2 separate regions of the Mus musculus genome follow, and region 2 is linked to region 1. A link is a contact called in public HiChIP or PLAC-seq data. All regions are on one chromosome and are shown on one strand. Each heading gives the region's core, a stretch centred on a gene start, on an enhancer-like site or on the middle of the called end of the contact. The rest is flanking DNA. Distances are from core to core; before and after follow the strand shown. Region 1 holds the start of Lats2 (large tumor suppressor 2). Region 2 overlaps Zdhhc20 (zinc finger, DHHC domain containing 20).

Region 1 (2,761 bases), core at 36-2,535:
TTCAAAACTTCGGATTCTGTAATTCTGTATAGCAGCCTCTGTTGGTACCATATGAAGCTGACATTTTGAAGTGTGGTAAAAGTTAAGCAATTTCAAAGGAACCATGGTGAATTCGTTCAACAGCGTTTTCTATACCTGGATAACCAAAATTTTACGAGAGGCTGAATACTGTAATGTATTGTTAACTATAGTTAAGTTAAAAACAGGCTTTCTAAGCAGCGTCTGCATTCCTATGCTGGAAGATTTTTTTTTTTTTGTTAGCGCCTTATTACAACAGTTGCTAAAAGGGGAGAAAAGAAAAATCACAAAAAGTAGCCTTGTCTCCAGATTTAGCACTCAAAACTGGTGAGCATCATTTACTGACCTAACCTGGGGTTAAACTAAAAATATGGAGCAAGACTTGGTACAAATTCCCTAATAAGCGGCTACATTACGGGCAAGCAGGGGAAATTTAAAGGCGTGAAAAGTCCTCGCTCAAACTTTTTTGTCAACAAAATCTGCACGTCCAGTTCTCTCCCGCTCACACTCACAGGCATAAGTTTTCACCCGGCCGCCTCCTGCACGCCGCTGGTGGCCGAAGTCGCCCGGGCGAGACCCGGGCCACGCAGGCGAGGCTCGTGCGTGACCAGCGCTACGGACTCAGGCCGTGGAGTCGCGGCGGAGGCCGGCCCGGGAGAAGTCGGCTCAAAAGAGACGTTACGCAACCGCCCCGCACCGACCGCCGGACGGCGCAGCCGGGGACGGGACACCGGACACCGGGCGGGCACCGCGCCGCCGAGGGCCAGAGGTGCAGCGCGCAAGGCCGCGAGCGCGCGTGGTGGACGGCGCGGCGCACGGAGGCCCAGGCTGGGCGGGGTCGGCGCCGCGGGACGCGGGGTCTGGGCCTCCGGACGCCGCCGCGCGAGCACAACAAAGCCGCCCCGCCGCCGCCACCCGCTGCTCCGCACCCGCCCGGGACCCAGCGGACGGGTTGTCCCTGTCCCGCAGGGCAGCTCGCCCGTGGGACCGGGCGGAGCCCTGTCCCGACAAACTTCCCGGCCGCGGCCCCTCACCTCCGGGAGCGCTCTACACCCTCGGCGGCGTCCTGGCCCGCGGCTCCGGGACCTCGCGCGCCGGGAGACCGGGCGCCGGTGGCGGCAGTGGTTGCTGACCCCGGAGGGTCGGGGGAGCCCGGGGAAGCGGCGGCGGCGCTGGCGGCGGCGGCTCCATCTTCCCGGGGCGCTCACGCCGCGGTTCCGAAGCGCAGACCCGAGCGGGACATTCGCTACATTGTTGGCATTCCACGGGCGTCACGTGACCCCTCCTCCCGCGTCACTCCCGGCCGCATACCAGCCCGGGCGGGGCGCCCGCGGCCTTGCTACCCGCCGCCCGCTCCGCCCCACGGGCCGCTTCCTGCGCCGCCTGGCTGGGCGGCCACCTGCCCTGCGCTGGGCTCGCGTCGGAAGCCCCCAGCCCGGGAGCGCCGGTTTCCCTAAACGCCTCGTACCAGTGGGTGAGAAAAGTAAGTTCACAGGCCCCGGTGCCAGCCACGGAAAGTGCAGCCGGCTGCTGAGACCCGGGCATCAAATAATAAACCGGGACGCCTGACAGCCTGGGCTTAACCGGACGCAGGCTAACCAGCTCCCTCCCTGGGCACGTTTTAGGAAAGTGCCTTATGGTTTTATAAAACACATCAGTATTGCACGAACCAGCCGAGGAGACTGGCGTTTACACTTCGGCCACTCCTTTATCCTCCATTTGGGGATTTGGTCCAGGGACAGACGCTGAGAAATAACAGCGTGGAAGCAAAGTCTTTCGTTTACTATTGGCTGTCTAACGTCACACTCCCCACCAACTTACGATCTGTGGTAAGTGATGGTGGGGACTAATAGTCTTAAAAGTCAACCAGACTTCCTCTTTAATTAGCAAACGTGACATTTGAAGTTTCAATTCCGGAAGAAATTCACAAGAGTGAAGATCATTTGTACCAGTTTTTATTTTTGTCCTCGGGAAGGAAGTCGAGCCCCCTCTCCTGTGCCAAATTCAGGCTGTCTTGTCAGAAGAACCCTTGTCAGGACTGTTTTAACTGCCTCAACAGACTTTAGTCCTGGACTGCCCCTCACCACCACCACCCCCACCCCCACCCCCACCCCCACCTCTCTAATTCCCTTAAGGCTTCTTCCAGAGATTCTCATTTCTTTGTCCTTTGAACTTTAATAATTAAGCCTCTTGCAGATTAGCCTCATTTTCTTTAGTCAGCCTGACCCTGTGTGCTACACTGACATCTTGCACCGTGATGAGAAACCAATGCATCAAGTAATATTCTGTAAAAGAGGAGTCTAGCACTCACCTGGGAACTTCCTCCCCCATCTCCCCAAGCGCACTGGCAACCTTCACTGTGTGTTAAAAGTTCCTATCTCTTGCTCTAAGAAATGTTAGGGAAGCCGGTTAGTGATGCACACCTATAATCCCAGCTCTCAGGAAAGCAGGTGATCTCTGAGTTCAAGGTCAATCTGGTTACAGAGAGAATTCCGGGACAACCATGGCTACACAGAGAAACCCGGTAGAGGGGGAAAGTAGGGGTGCAGAGGGAGGGAGGGATGGAGGAAGGGAGAGAGAGACAGAGAGACAGAGACACCAGTGCCAAGGGATCCAATGCCTTGTTCTGTGGGTAAATGCACACACACATGTGCATATGCTTAGCACAGACACACACATAAATAAAAATAAATCTTTTTTTTAAAAGAACAAAAATAACTTTCTTTTTGTCAAACAGTGGTGG
Region 2 (3,071 bases), core at 360-2,859, 120 kb after region 1:
TTCCACATAAAATACATATCCCATTAAGGAAAAGACAGAACCCTGAAGATGGTGCCAATAATGCTGAGTCCACACAGGAAACAGAAACATAAGGCTACGTGTTTAGTACACTCAGGATCGGAAAGCAGTTAAGCTCGCTCCTCATGTTCCCTTTCCTCTACATCCTCTCTCCACTCTATCTGTGACAGCTGTGCACAGATCTGCGTGGCAGGCCCTGTAAGAACAATGGGTTGCAGTCAGCTGTGGTATTGCAAGAATTTAATCCAGCACTTGGAAGGCAGAGACAGGTAGATTATGATGAGCTTTAGGGCTACATGGTGAAACCCTGTCTAAAGGAGGGATAATGGGAGAAAGAAACAAAACAATGCTTAATAAATGAGCAGTTGAAGCTAATGAAACAGCTGCAGTTTTTGTACAGAGCAGCCAGACAAGGACAGTACTGAGGAAAGATGCAGCAGAGTGTGGCTAGGGTGTTCATCAGAGTTCCTATACATGGCAAATACTGCCCACCTGCAAACCTGTCTCCTGCTTCCATGACACTAGATTTTAAATGGAAATCTGTTTTCTATGAGTTTGAAGGTTCAAACAACTCATTAAAGTACAAGTATCCTTCCAAAGCTAGAAACACAAAAATGGCTCTGACTGGACAGACAGACAATGAATAGAAAGGCACATGCCCAGGTGAATAATGAACTCTGACAGAGGGCTCCTGGGATGTGCTGGGGCAAAATGTCAAATCCTTCTGAAATCTTAAGAATCCAAGGTGCAGCTGGGTGGTGGTGGAGCACGCCTTTGATCCCAGCACTGGGGGGGCAGAGGCAGGTGGATTTCTGAGTTTGAGGCCAGCCTGGTCTACAGAGTGAGTTTCAGGACAGCCAGGGCTACACAGAGAACCCTGTCTCGAAAAACCAAAGGAATCCAAGGTGCAGCTTTGTTGATAAAATGTGCCAGAAATGAAGATAGGCTGAAAAGATGCCTGGAATCCCCTCTTAGGCTATCTGTTGCAGGAACCAGGCACCTTCCCACAGTTGTGCTGGTAAGGCTCTGCCTCAGTGGGCTGGCCAGCTATGTATGCACTGGCAGGCAATGGCTGACCTGTTTTTATCTCATGGAGACTCTCTGGCCCAGAGCTCCCCATGGTCTCTACCCAGCTTGCTAAGTTTCCACTGGCTGATAGCTACCTTGCCAGACCCAGCCTTCCCCCCAGGCTGCTTTTTCCTTCTTTGTTTCTCTGTATAGCCATGGCTGTCTTTGTGGTGCACATCTGGCAAACCCATGAGACACAAACTTAGTTCAGAAACAATAACTCATTTGCAGGGTACAGCAACTAAAATCCGAATTCTGACTGATCCGCCATTGAAACTGGGAGACACAAGCAATTACATCTTGTCCTCATGCTATCCCCATCCAAAATAACCTAACCCTCTCCTCTTCCTCTCTTTCCCCCTCCAACCGGAAGTCCCCTACTCATCCAGTGATTGGCTCCTTTATTCATCAGGGGATTGGTTCACAAGAAGTCACCTGAGTATGACTCACTCCTTGTCCAAAGCCCCTCCCAGGAGAGCAGAATTACTATCAACATACAAGCAACCCCAGGGCTATCCACAACACTTCCCCTTTCTGTCCAATTAGAAGACTTTTATCTCAGATATAAATTGTGTATCCTAAGCCTGCCCCTCCCTAGCACGAGTGTATAGCTATACTAAGTTTTAAGAGATTGCCTTTAATTATGTGTAATGTGTTTCTGTGATGATATGCATATGGGTACAGGTGATTTCCCAGCAAACGTGATGTTTGGTTTGATGCTGGGAGACAAACCCATAGGTCCTCCACAGAAGCAGCAGGAACACTTAACCCCATCCTCCACCCTCTACAGCCCCATGAAACTAACTTTTTTAATGTATGAGTGTTCTGCCTGCATGTATTCCTACATGCTGGAAGAGGGGGGGCATCAGATCCCTTTATAGATGGTTGTGAATCACCATGTGGTTGCTAGGAATTGAACTCAGAACCTCTGGAAGAGCAGCCAGCATTTTTTTTTAAATTTAAATGTATTTATTTATTTTATCTAAGTACACTGTAGCTGTCTTCAGACCCCAGAAGAGGGCATCAGATCCCATTAGAGATGGTTGTGAAACACCATGTGGTTGCTGGGATTTGAACTCAGGACCCCTGAAAGTGCAGTCAGTGCTCTTAACCGCTGAGCCATCTCTGCAGCCCCAGCAACTACCAGTCTTAACAGCTTGAGCCATCTTACCTGCCGGAAACTTTTTCTTAATAAACTTCAACTCTGCTTTATCCTGATCCATCCTGAAATTCTGTGCATAAGTCATAAACCCTGGCCTGACCTTGAGCCCTCTGAAAGAACTAACTCTTCAGACTGCACTGCCGGCAGCATCAAACTGTGCCTTCTGGGGCTACTGAGGTGACTTGGGCTTCAAATGTTTAAGTGACTTGCACAGCACTAATAAAGAAAAATGAAGGCTTTATCTTCAAGAGATGTGTTTATTCTGTACTGTAAAAAGCAAGTTGCATCATTTATCATGTGTTGTCTGTGTGTGGTATGGTATAAGTGTTGTACACACTTGTATGGAGGCCAGGAAAAACTCTTCCGTTGCCTGGACACAGCATCTCATCCTGAGCAGGAAGCTTGCTGCTTTGGCTAGGCTGGCTGGCTGGTGCTCACAGGAAGTTCCTGTCCTCACCCTGCAGTGTTACAGGCACACACTGCAATCCTGGGATTTTTACGTGGGTGTCAGAGACTCAAACTCAGGTCCTCATGGCAAGCACTCTTACCCACTGAGCCATGTCTCCAACCCACCATCTGTTTTCCATCTTTAGAATCCCAATAGACTCCTTAAAATATTGCAGATAATTAAAACTTTTCTTGCTCTGTTTCTTTTTTTTTGTTTGTTTTGTTTTTATTTATTTTATATATGTGAATACACTGTCAATGTCTTCAGACACACCAGAAGAGGGCATCAGATTCCATTACAGATGGTTGTGAGCTACCATCTAGCCATCTAGCCATCTAGGCAGGCTAGAACCAGGAAAATGAATTGGGCTTGTTA

The links. HiChIP or PLAC-seq counts read pairs in DNA pulled down with a chosen protein or histone mark.
Region 2: an H3K27ac HiChIP or PLAC-seq map of epiblast stem cells shows a contact between it and region 1. The contact joins the enhancer-like site here to the promoter of Lats2 in region 1. A contact is called at or near these places in 1 of 39 promoter capture datasets (the HPC-7 cell line), 3 of 115 datasets of contacts at active chromatin or transcription factors (embryonic stem cells and epiblast stem cells) and 4 of 9 other capture datasets (adipose tissue, embryonic stem cells, liver and 1 more).

Annotation. Positions count from the first base shown.
Region 1 is chr14:57,744,838-57,747,598 of GRCm38.p6, forward strand. Lats2 (large tumor suppressor 2) reads right to left here and starts at 1,286. Exons shown (of 8, transcript NM_015771.2): 1 at 1,053-1,286. Gm52140 reads left to right here. Exons shown (of 3, transcript XM_030248241.1): 2 at 458-1,501. The coding sequence ends at 1,475.
Region 2 is chr14:57,860,667-57,863,737 of GRCm38.p6, forward strand. All of the region lies in intron 4 of Zdhhc20 (zinc finger, DHHC domain containing 20), which reads right to left. Among named protein-coding and RNA genes, the nearest start is that of Zdhhc20, 28 kb to the right of the region's middle. Within about 2 kb of position 1,610, at least 27 of the 459 cell types and tissues checked have an H3K27ac peak or open chromatin away from gene starts, as enhancers often do. A contact at or near this core is called in the HPC-7 cell line and epiblast stem cells, where this site is marked.